Linked DNA regions of Pan troglodytes: all the other regions are linked to region 3. A link is a contact called in public Hi-C and HiChIP or PLAC-seq data. All regions are on one chromosome and are shown on one strand. Each heading gives the region's core, a stretch centred on a gene start, on an enhancer-like site or on the middle of the called end of the contact. The rest is flanking DNA. Distances are from core to core; before and after follow the strand shown. Region 1 holds the start of TMED9 (transmembrane p24 trafficking protein 9). Region 2 holds the start of FAM193B (family with sequence similarity 193 member B). Region 3 holds the start of NHP2 (NHP2 ribonucleoprotein).

Region 1 (3,136 bases), core at 238-2,737, 400 kb after region 3:
CAGTGCTTAAGGCTCTAAGTACTGCAAAAATTGACAGGCACAGCCTTTCGCACCTCACAACACTGAAAGATTCAAAGCTGCTCAGCAGCTATTGCCATATGCTTGTGTGAGAACTCTCTGGGGCAGGTGTTTAGAGTCTGAGAGTCTGACATTAGGGTGGCAAGTGACTAACTGCTCTTGGGAAGGGCTTTCCTTTATAGCTCATGCCCTTTCAACTTTTTTGGTGTGAGCTGTTTTTTGGGGGGTTCTTTTTTGTTTTTGTGACAGAGTCTCACTCTGTCGTCCTGGCTGGAGTGCAGTGACGCTATCTCAGCTCACTGCAGCCTCAGCTTCCCAGGTTCAAGCAATTATCGTGCCTTAGCCTCCCAAGTATCCGGTATTAGAGGTGTGCGCCACCACACCCGGCTCATTTTTTTTTTTTTTTTTTTTTTTGTATTTTTACTAGAGACGGGGTTTGCCAGACGGAGGTTGCCCAGGCCGGTCCTGAACTTCCGGCCTCAAGTGATCCACCCGCCTCGGCATCCCAAAGTGCTGGGATTACAGGCAAGAGCCACCACACCCCGCCATGAGTTTTTTAACGAAAAGTGACAGAAGGTGAGAGCTGAAGGGTTTTGCCGTTCGTTTTAATATCCTTACTTGGGAAGATTAAAAGCTGCTCATTTTGTGGGGAAAGTATCACGTTCTGTGAAATCTTAAAGTCTAGATGACCTTAAGAGTTGACAAAACTCTTTGATTTTTATCACCACAATTAATCCGCCCATTTCACAGACCGGGAAACTGGTTCCAGGAAGGTAACTAACTTGGCAGGGTCATGCAAGTCAGCAGGATATTCCCACAACATCAACTGTCTCTCCCACTTTAGCAGATGCAGGAACTAGAAGAGGAAGTACCGGAGCCCGCCTAGCTGAGAGGCTGGCGGAGAGGAAGGTGGGGGTTGGCTCACCTTGTCCTCTGGGTCCTTCACCTCCACAAACATGCCAAGCCCCGGGGTGGCCGGCTGGTACTCCTCCCGCTGCTTGTCATACAGCTGCGTCCGGTAGTTTCCTTGAGGGAAGCAGGGCGAGCCCAGGTCAGAGGAGCGCGAGGTGGCATGGGTTCCGCGACCGCCTGGGCACGGCGAGGCCGTCTCCTCCCGGCTCTAGAGAGCTGTCTGTCTCGCATCCCCGGCCCCAAGACCACGGTCACGTTCCAAACTCGCCCCTTCCTCCCCGCCCCCGTACCTATGACCATGGTCTCGTCCGGGATCTCCTCAATGAAGCACTTCTTCTCCGTCTCTCCGATGTGAAAGTAGAGCGCGCTTCCGCGCGTCGCCAGCCACAGCAGCAGCAGCAGGAGGGTCCGCATCACTCTACCCAGCCCGGTTCCGGGCCGGGGCCGGACGACCAGCACGCCCAGCTCCACAGCCATCTTGCTCCACCTGCCTACGCAGCCGCAGCCGGCCGCGCCACGTCGCCCTGCCGCCGCCGCGGTGCCTGCCGGGACCGCGAGTTCCGCCGGGTGGACCACAAATCCCGAGATGTCCCGCGGCCCTGGCGCGGCAGTACCTGATTGGGGCGCGGCTTTTACCTGAGAGAGAGCGGGTGCCCTAGAATAAAAACTTATTTCCGTTGACTCTCTTCATGGCCTGGCAACTGACGATGGTTACCAGCTTTTTATAGATGAAACTGAGGTCGTTTGTTTGAGGTTGCGGAGCGAATTGCGAACAGAGACAGGATTCGAACCTAGGATCCCTGACTTTCTTTGGCACAGCATCTACCACTCTTGATTTGCTTCTACCTTTAAAAATGAATTTAAAGAGAACGACCAAATAATGCACAAATGTATTATCAAAAAAGATTAAAAGAAATAAAAGGCAAGGTCTCCCATTACCACTTCTTTGTCCTCATACCCTGTCCACTCCTAAATCGGGTGTTACCCTCTCAAGCATTTCTCTGATCACACACACACACACAAACACACACACAGCCTCTGCTGCCAGATCCCGACTGCAATTGGCTCGTTACTAGCAATTCTACAGAAATAGAAAGGATCATAAGAGAGTACTATGAGCAAATATAAGCCAACAAATTGGATAACGTAGATGAGATGGACAAATTCATAGAAATGCAAAACTGACTCAATAGCTAATATAATCTGAATAAACCTATAACTAGTGAGGAGATTGAATCAGTAATTTAAAAAAAATCCTTACTTAATATAGTTAAGATGTCAATACTTCCCAAAGCAATCTACAGATTTAATGCAATTCCTATCAAAATCCCAATGACATTTTTTGTAGAAACAGAGAAACTCATTCTACAATTCATATACTCTCAAGGGATTTCGATTAGCCAAAACAATCCTGAAAAATAAGAATAAAGCTGAAGAACTCACACTTCCTGATTTCAAAACTTACTTCCAAGCTTCAGTCATCAAGACAGTGTGGTACTGGCATATAGACAGACATATAGACCAATGGAATACAATAGAGAGCCCCAAGATATGCCCTCCCATATATGGTCAAATAATTTTTAACAAGGAGACCAAGCCCATTCAATGCGGGGAGGAGGGACAGTCTTTCCAACAAATGGTGCTGGGAAAACTGGATATCCACATGCAAAAAAGTGAAGGTGGATCCTTCTCTAACGCCATAGATAAAAATTCACCCAAAAAACCCCACAACTTTTAAAATCCCAAAGCATAAAACTCATAGAAAACATATGGCAAAGGGTTTACCACATCGGATTTGGCAACAGACTTCCTGTATATGACACTAAAGGCACAGGCAACAAAAGAAAAAATAGACAAATTGGACTTTATGAAAATTAAAACATTTTGTGCATCAAAAGACACTGTAGCAGAGTAAAGAGGCAACCCACAGAATGGAAGAAAATATTTGCAAATCATATATCTGACAAAGGATTAATATCCAGAATATGCAGAGACTCCTAAAACTCAGCAACAAAATAAGAACAATCTTATTCAAAAACCACAACAAAGGGCTTGAATAGACATTTCTCCAATGATCAACAAGTGGCCAGTGAGCACATGAAAAGATACTCAACATCACTAATCATTAGGGAAACACAAATCACAATGAGATAAAGAACAATGAGATACTACGTCATATACCCATTAAGATGGCCACTAGAAAAAA
Region 2 (3,577 bases), core at 272-2,771, 440 kb after region 3:
TCTAATCCCAGCTGATCTGGAGGCTGAGGCACGAGAATCCCTTGAACCCAGGAGACGGAGGTTGCAGTGAGCTGAAATTGCGCCACTGCACTCCAGCCTGGGAGATAGAGTGAGACTCTGTCATTAAAAAAAAAAAAAAAAAAAAAAATCCCTGTAAACTAAGTGGCTGGGTCCAGAGCGTGACATACCCTGAAGCAAGACAGTGAGGGTTTAGCGCTGCCCCTGCCAGATCAATGCAAGGGACTCCTGGTGTTTGGTACAGAAGAATAACCATTGACCAGACCTCTTGTTGCCTATTAGAGACCAACAACTGTGCTGATCTGTCCCAAGAAGGACCGCATCTGGAAGAATGCCTGCAGTTGGGGTTCTTACCAGAATAAGTAAGTTTATCATAATGCTCTGTTGTTCTTCAACGCCGCCTCTCTTCTGTTCTGGGCAAACTGAAGAGGTAATGGTGATGTGATGGGACTCACCCTGCGTCTTTCAAATCTTTGATAGTGGCATTAATCCCTGGGTGAGATAAGGTACTATTTTTGATTTATTTTCTTGGTAGTTAAGGAGAGCTCCAGGGCCTTCCATGTAGCTCTTCCTTTCAAAATAGCCCTTGCCCCATGGGTTAGGAAGCCAGTGTCAGGATTCCGCCCCTGTTGATACCAATAGCAACTCTGCATATAACCACAATTTCAGAGTACATAGCCCAGGCATGAGACAGACTTCACTCAAAACTTTTTTTTTTTTAATCTGTGCCATGTACATGTATTATACAGTATATTCACAAAAAGAAAAGAGGGGGGAAATTCCATTTTTAACAATTAAATACATAATTATTAAGTTTTAAAAATTCTCCTTTGTGTACCACTCCAAAATCCTCTCCTGCACATACTATTTTTTTGGAAACACCTAGTCGTCTCATCGTTATCACACCGGTTGTAACTATGTACCTACGTGTCTACCTTCCCCATCAGACTCGGGAACAAGGAGTCGGGTTTGAGTCCCACTGTCCCAAGCACAGAACGCTGGACTCCCAGTAGACCATATGTTGCAAATAAAGACCTTCGTCCCTTTCAACTCAGGCCGTCCACGAGCCCAGGAGTTCCAACAAAATGATGTACAGCAACCTTTTCCAGGCCTTTATGTTGCCTCAATATTTCTCACCTGCAAAATGGGAATGATCCGTACCTGCCTCGCTGTGCTGTCGGAAGGAGTCAGACGATGGGTGTGAAAGTATTGTAACACTATAGAAATTAATTCACTCATCCATTTAACAGGCAATTATTAAGTGCTAAGGTGGTGCAGCGCGATTACCACCGCATTACACGCGTTCCTCCAGCAGGTTGCATCCTTCCCGTCCCGCGTAGGGGGGGAAGGGCGTCTCCCCACCAAGTTTTTCTCCCACCGAACTCCGGGTGGTGACCTTATTCAAAATGGCGCAGGCGGCCTCGGGGGCTAGTGCGGCGGCGCGGACTCCGCGTGCCCTCTGACCTGTTGGCAGCAGGCGGAGGGGGGGAACCGGGCGCCGCCATATTGGCTGTTGTCCTGTGAGGGGAGCGGTAGCGGCGGCGGCGGCGGCGGCGGCGGCGCGGCGTGTGGAGCGAGGGAGCGGCGCGAGCGGCGGCATGACTCGGAGGCGGAGCAGGCCGAGCGGCGGTGCGGGCAGGCGCGAGCGGGCTCGGGCCGCGGGGCCGCAGAAGCCCCAGGCGCCCGAGCCCCCGCCGCCGCCAAGCCTGGAGGCGGGAGCGGGTGCAGGCCCTCCGGAGGCGCCGGCGGAGCCCGACCACGACGGCCCCAGGGAGGATGACGAACCCAACCTGGTGCCCGGCCCGCAGGTAGGAGCGAGCGGGGAGACTTCGGCGGCTCGGGCGCTTTCACCTTCCCCGAGCGGGAGCGGGAGTGGGGCGGGGTTGGGGATGGGCCATCCCGCCGCGGCTGGGGTAGCAGCTTTCCCCCGGGTCCGGCGCCGAAGCTTTCTCCCCCGGGGCGGGAATGGAGGCTGGACCCCTCTCCCCAAAGCCGAGGCTCGGTCCGCGCTCCTGCGACTGGGCTGAAGCTGCTCCCCTCTCCCCGCCGCCTCCGGGCGTTCCGGCCGTACACCCACACTGGGACTGGGACTGGGCTGTGATCCCGAGGCCGCAGCTCCGCTCTCGGCCCGCCACCTCCCCCGGGCCCACCTGCTCCCTCAGCCACAGGCCATCTCGGGGCTCTGGGACTGGACGACTGCAGCCTCTTCCCTCTGCCCCCGGGAACGGCTCCACTCCGTCCCCTGCAGCGCCTGCAGCCGCGGCCCCCTCAGCAGCTGTGTCTCCTGGCGCCTCCTCGCCATCCCCAGCAGAGCAGTTGGAGCAGACAGCCGGGCTGCCCGGAAGAGTTTTTGGTGGGGTTTCTGCACTGAGGTGGAAACCCAGCAGAACCTGCCCTTCTTCCCTCCCCTGCTCCGCAAGGCAGCCCACCCCGACCTTGAGATCCCAGGTTTGGAGAATCCTGCTGAGAGTGAACAGTAGGAGGATTCCCCAAAGCTTCCAGCTTGCCACCTGGAAGAAGGTCACTTTCTTTTGAGCAAAGGAGATAATGGGAGGTACCCTGCCAATGTTCACTGAGAGGCGGGGGTGACATGGGCCACGGTTGCTCTGGGAGGGTTGTGGCACTCGGGGCTGGGTGGCTCTCCCTAAGCTTGCTCTGACAAAAGAGTTTTGAGTTGGTCTTTTGGCTGAGCCTGCCCAGGAAGGCAGGCTCCTGCAGGAGTCTTGGAGGGTCGGATGCGGCGCCGGATGAGGATGAGGCGTGGCGGAAGATGCGTTTGGCTCTGCAGACACTGCATCGGGCAGCAGGGGACTCTGGGAGGCTGGTGCAGCCAGAAGGCATGGCTCTTGACAGCCTTCTAGTAGAATCTCTGGAATTGTGCATGTGAGTGGGGTTGCCGTTTGGGGTACCTTCCCACAAAGCCTCCCCTGACCTCCCCAGTTGCGTCAGGTGCCCTCTCTGTGCCCACAGCCCTCTGTGCCTCCCTCTGGTAGCACTCCCCTTTCTGTGATGAAACATTGTGTTGATATGTCTGTTGCCTGCCCTGGACTGTGAACTCCACAGGGACACAGGCTATGCCATCTTTCTCTGATCTTCCACGCCTCGCCCAGGGCCTTGCTAACTCAGAATAAAAATAACTAGGTGAATGAGAGAGAAAATGAATCAGTCCAGAACCCGTGCTTATTGTAACCCAGTTTTCATGCTGATTTCCTTTGTGTCTCAGATCACAATAAGGTTTTTAATTAATGAAAATGTCAGCACTTACTGAGTGTCAGAAGCTCCACCTTCATCCGCATCCCCATCTCCTATCCTAGGCTGACACTGTTCCGTAGGAGACTCCCCAGGTTGGACCCCCAACCCCTACTGGGTCTAGCTTCCAACCCCAAAGCTGCTTCCCCCACCAGCCTACTCTGGGACCCCCGTGGGAGTGCTGTTATCCAAAAAGGGAGAGTGGGAGAAGGGAGAGCTGGAAAGCTGTTGTCTTCTCTTCTTCCCATTCAGCAGACCATAGAATACTTCAGGGTCTCTGCCACATAGAGATGCCAAAAAGCTTGGATGA
Region 3 (3,356 bases), core at 782-3,281:
AAAAGAAAACACTGTGGTTTTCTGAAGACATATTTGTTCTCAGCGCTTCATTGTCTTATGGCTCAAAATGCAGACACGTGTGACCTGGGCCAAGCTGAGGTTCCTACACTTTCACTATTTACATATCCTTTTGAGCTGAAGTCAAATGTCAAATCACAGGTATGGGTAAAGTCTGGGCTTGGAGACAAGTGGACCTGGGTTCAAATCCAGCTTTGTGTGAGCTGTACCAAACTATTCACCTTTATGTGTGTCAGTAAATTGTGAATATAAAGTTATATATTCCTGGTAAAAGGATGGTAAAGTCTTTACCTTTACCATAGAGGTATTTTTTGGTGAGCACTGAATGAGATATTGTATATAATATGCTCGCCACATAAATGTTAACTTTCTTTTTCCTTCCATGTAAGAGCTGAAGGGACTTCACAACCGAGGCTCTGAGTGAGGTCAGTCAAGCGAGCCCATTTGTTTGAATTTGTTTGAACTGGGTTCTCAGGAATGAAATTCTCCATCACTCTGCTGGACAGAGTGATTTTTAGTAGAGACGGGGGTTTCACCGTGTTAGCCAGGATGGTCTCGATCTCCTGACCTCATGATCTGCCCGCCTCGGCCTCCCAAAGTGCTGGGATTACAGGCGTGAGGCACCGCGCCCTGCCTATTTGTTTTTATTTGATGCAAAACAAAATTTATTGCACTTTAGTTCAGAGTTACAAGGTTTTTGTTGTTGTTTTGTTTTAGAGACAAGATTTTTCTGGGTGGCCCAGACTGGAGTGCAGTGGCTATTCACAGGTGCAGTCATGGCTCACTGAAGCCTCTAACTTCTGGGCTCAAGCGAGCCCCCTCTCAGCCTCCCGGGTAGCTGGAACCACAGGCACGAGTCACCACACCCGGGAAAGGCCAATTTTTAAGTTGGTTTAACTGACCTATGCTCCCACCCACAACTACCAGAACACTTCTAAGTTTCTACTTACTGGCCTGTTCCAGCAACACAAAAATGGCAGGCCTGCCACATCAGGATCAAAGGTAATTAGTATTACAAATTAGTAATTTGCAGCGATTATCTAATTAATATCCATCCAGAGTTCCAAAATATAGTGGAAGAGGCTAATCAGAGATACCAAGATCCACTGGTTCTCGGCCTGCCACCGCCCCCCACGCCCTGGCATCTCTGTCCCTTTACCTTCTACAGACCCGTCCAAAGGGCAGCTCCTCATAGCTCTCACCCTGCACGGCAGGGAGCTCAGTCCCCAAAGCCTTCCCTCCGCTGTTCCCGGCTTCGCTGGGGCCGTCCTTCCCTCAGCCCCGGCTGGCTTCTCGGCTAGGCCCTCTGCATGTGTAGCGTCAGGCAATGGTAAGAACTGCGGGAAAATAGCGGGTGAAGGGATGCTGGTTTGGAGAGAGAGGGGACTGCAATTTTAGATAAAATCACCAGGGAAACCTCTCCCATGGGAAACACTGAAACGGAACCCTGCGGGATGAGAGTGAGCCACACGCTATCTGTGGAAAAGCGGTGCCGACGCAGGTCAGTGGGGTCATTCCTTGCTCTGTATCTTTCACACCTGCGCAGCCGGGTCCAGGGGTCAGAAAACAAAGAAAAATTATGCAAGAAAGGAGGCAGCCTTAGGCCGGGCGCGGTGGCTCACGCCTGTAATCCCAGCACTTTGGGAGGCCGAGGCGGGCGGATCGCCTGAGGTCAGGAGTTCAAGACCAGCCTGACTAACATGGAGAAACCCTGTCTCTAGTAAAAATACAAAATTATCTGGGCGTGGTGGCGCATGCCTGCAATCCCAGCTACTCGGGAGGCTGAAGTAGGAGAATCGCTTGAACCCGGGAGGCGGAGGTTGCAGTGAGTCGAGATTGCGCCACTGTACTCCAGCCTGGGCAATAAGAGCGAAACTGCCTCAAAAAAGAAAAAAAAGGAGGCAGCCTTTCCAGCACCCAGAGCCCCGCCCTCTCCGGCCCCGATTCCCAGGGCTCCGCCCCTTGCCTCACATTCCCTCCGCTCCGCCCTAATCGGTTCCGCCCAGTCCCTTGGTCCGGGGATGGCCCCGCCTTAAGGACCATGACTCCGCCCCTCTCCGCTCTCCGTAGTTACGAAGCTGGGCGTCAACGATTGGGCTGAGTCGGAGACTTCCTTTCCTGATTGGCCGTGTTGTACGGCGGCTTCTCGCGCAGCTGATGACCTGGAAGTGATGCCTAAAGCTGTGGACCGCGTGGGCTCGCCTCCCTGGGACTAGGTTTCAGCGGCCGCTGCGATGACCAAAATAAAGGCAGATCCCGACGGGCCCGAGGCTCAGGCGGAGGCGTGTTCCGGGGAGCGCACCTACCAGGAGCTGCTGGTCAACCAGAACCCCATCGCGCAGCCCCTGGCTTCTCGCCGCCTCACGCGGAAGCTCTACAAATGCATCAAGAAAGGTGAGGCGGACGGCGGCGTGGCCGGGATGGGTGCGCGGGTGGGATGGGTGCGCGGGTGGCTGAGCGAGGCCCCCGACCGACTCTTCTGTCGTTGCAGCGGTGAAGCAGAAGCAGATTCGGCGCGGGGTGAAAGAGGTTCAGAAATTTGTCAACAAAGGAGAAAAAGGGTAAGAACCTTCCTTCCTCTGGATTTTGCATTTCTAAACGTTAACGGAGAAATCTCTACTTAGTAGGCGCGCAGTAAAAAGGTTAACTCTGACCTAGCCCCATATACAGAAGCCAATCAAGCAGTCGGTAAAGTCCCTTTGGTACAATACCGGTACAACAATACCGGTGCACCACGTATACCAGCTCCAAGTGAATTCCAAAGTGAAGCGAATTGTGTAAGCTAAGTCCCGTAGAGTAGACCCACCTTCATTAATTCAGGGACCCTCCTCCCCGGGCTCCGCTCCTTGCCTCAGATTACCTCCGGCCCCCGCCCTAATCCTCTCAGCCCTGAATCTCAGTCCTAGGGATGACCCCTCGCCGGCTCTGTATTTAAGGAACTGAACGTTAACGTTTTTGTTTGTTTTTGAGATGGGTCTAGCTCTCACCCAGGTTGGAGTGCGATGGTGCGATCACAGCTCACTGCAGCCTCGTCCCCCTGGACTCAAGCGATCCTCCCACCTCAGCCTCCCGAATAGCTGAGACCACAGGTTTGGCCACGCCTGGCTGTTGTTATTGTTGTTTTGCAGAGACAGAGGAGTCTCGCCATGTTGCCCGGGCTGGTCTTGAACTCCTGGGCTCAAGGAATCCTCCTGCCTCAGCCTCCCGAAGCGTTGGGATTACAGGCATGAGCCACCGCGCCTGGCAGCCTTAACAATTGAATGTACTCTTTTTCAGGCACTGTGTTATGGGGGAAACAGTGACATTCATTCATCAGATAATGACACACACACAACTAA

The links. A called contact is a pair of places that touch in the nucleus more often than the background predicts. HiChIP or PLAC-seq counts read pairs in DNA pulled down with a chosen protein or histone mark.
Region 1: a contact with region 3 is called in a Hi-C map of stem cell-derived neural progenitor cells, with 2.6 times the contacts expected there. The contact joins the promoter of TMED9 here to the promoter of NHP2 in region 3. A contact is called at or near these places in 1 of 7 Hi-C or Micro-C datasets (stem cell-derived neural progenitor cells) and 1 of 1 datasets of contacts at active chromatin or transcription factors (stem cell-derived excitatory neurons).
Region 2: an H3K4me3 HiChIP or PLAC-seq map of stem cell-derived excitatory neurons shows a contact between it and region 3, with 3 times the contacts expected there. The contact joins the promoter of FAM193B here to the promoter of NHP2 in region 3. A contact is called at or near these places in 1 of 7 Hi-C or Micro-C datasets (stem cell-derived neural progenitor cells) and 1 of 1 datasets of contacts at active chromatin or transcription factors (stem cell-derived excitatory neurons).

The regions. Positions count from the first base shown.
Region 1 is chr4:175,218,647-175,221,782 of NHGRI_mPanTro3-v2.0_pri, reverse strand. TMED9 (transmembrane p24 trafficking protein 9) reads right to left here and starts at 1,487. Exons shown (of 5, transcript XM_518138.7): 1 at 1,221-1,487; 2 at 944-1,044. The coding sequence starts at 1,407.
Region 2 is chr4:175,175,060-175,178,636 of NHGRI_mPanTro3-v2.0_pri, reverse strand. It overlaps FAM193B (family with sequence similarity 193 member B), which reads left to right and starts at 1,521. Exons shown (of 9, transcript XM_518137.8): 1 at 1,521-1,826. The coding sequence starts at 1,617.
Region 3 is chr4:175,620,750-175,624,105 of NHGRI_mPanTro3-v2.0_pri, reverse strand. It overlaps NHP2 (NHP2 ribonucleoprotein), which reads left to right and starts at 2,031. Exons shown (of 4, transcript XM_009450278.5): 1 at 2,031-2,412; 2 at 2,510-2,579. The coding sequence starts at 2,253.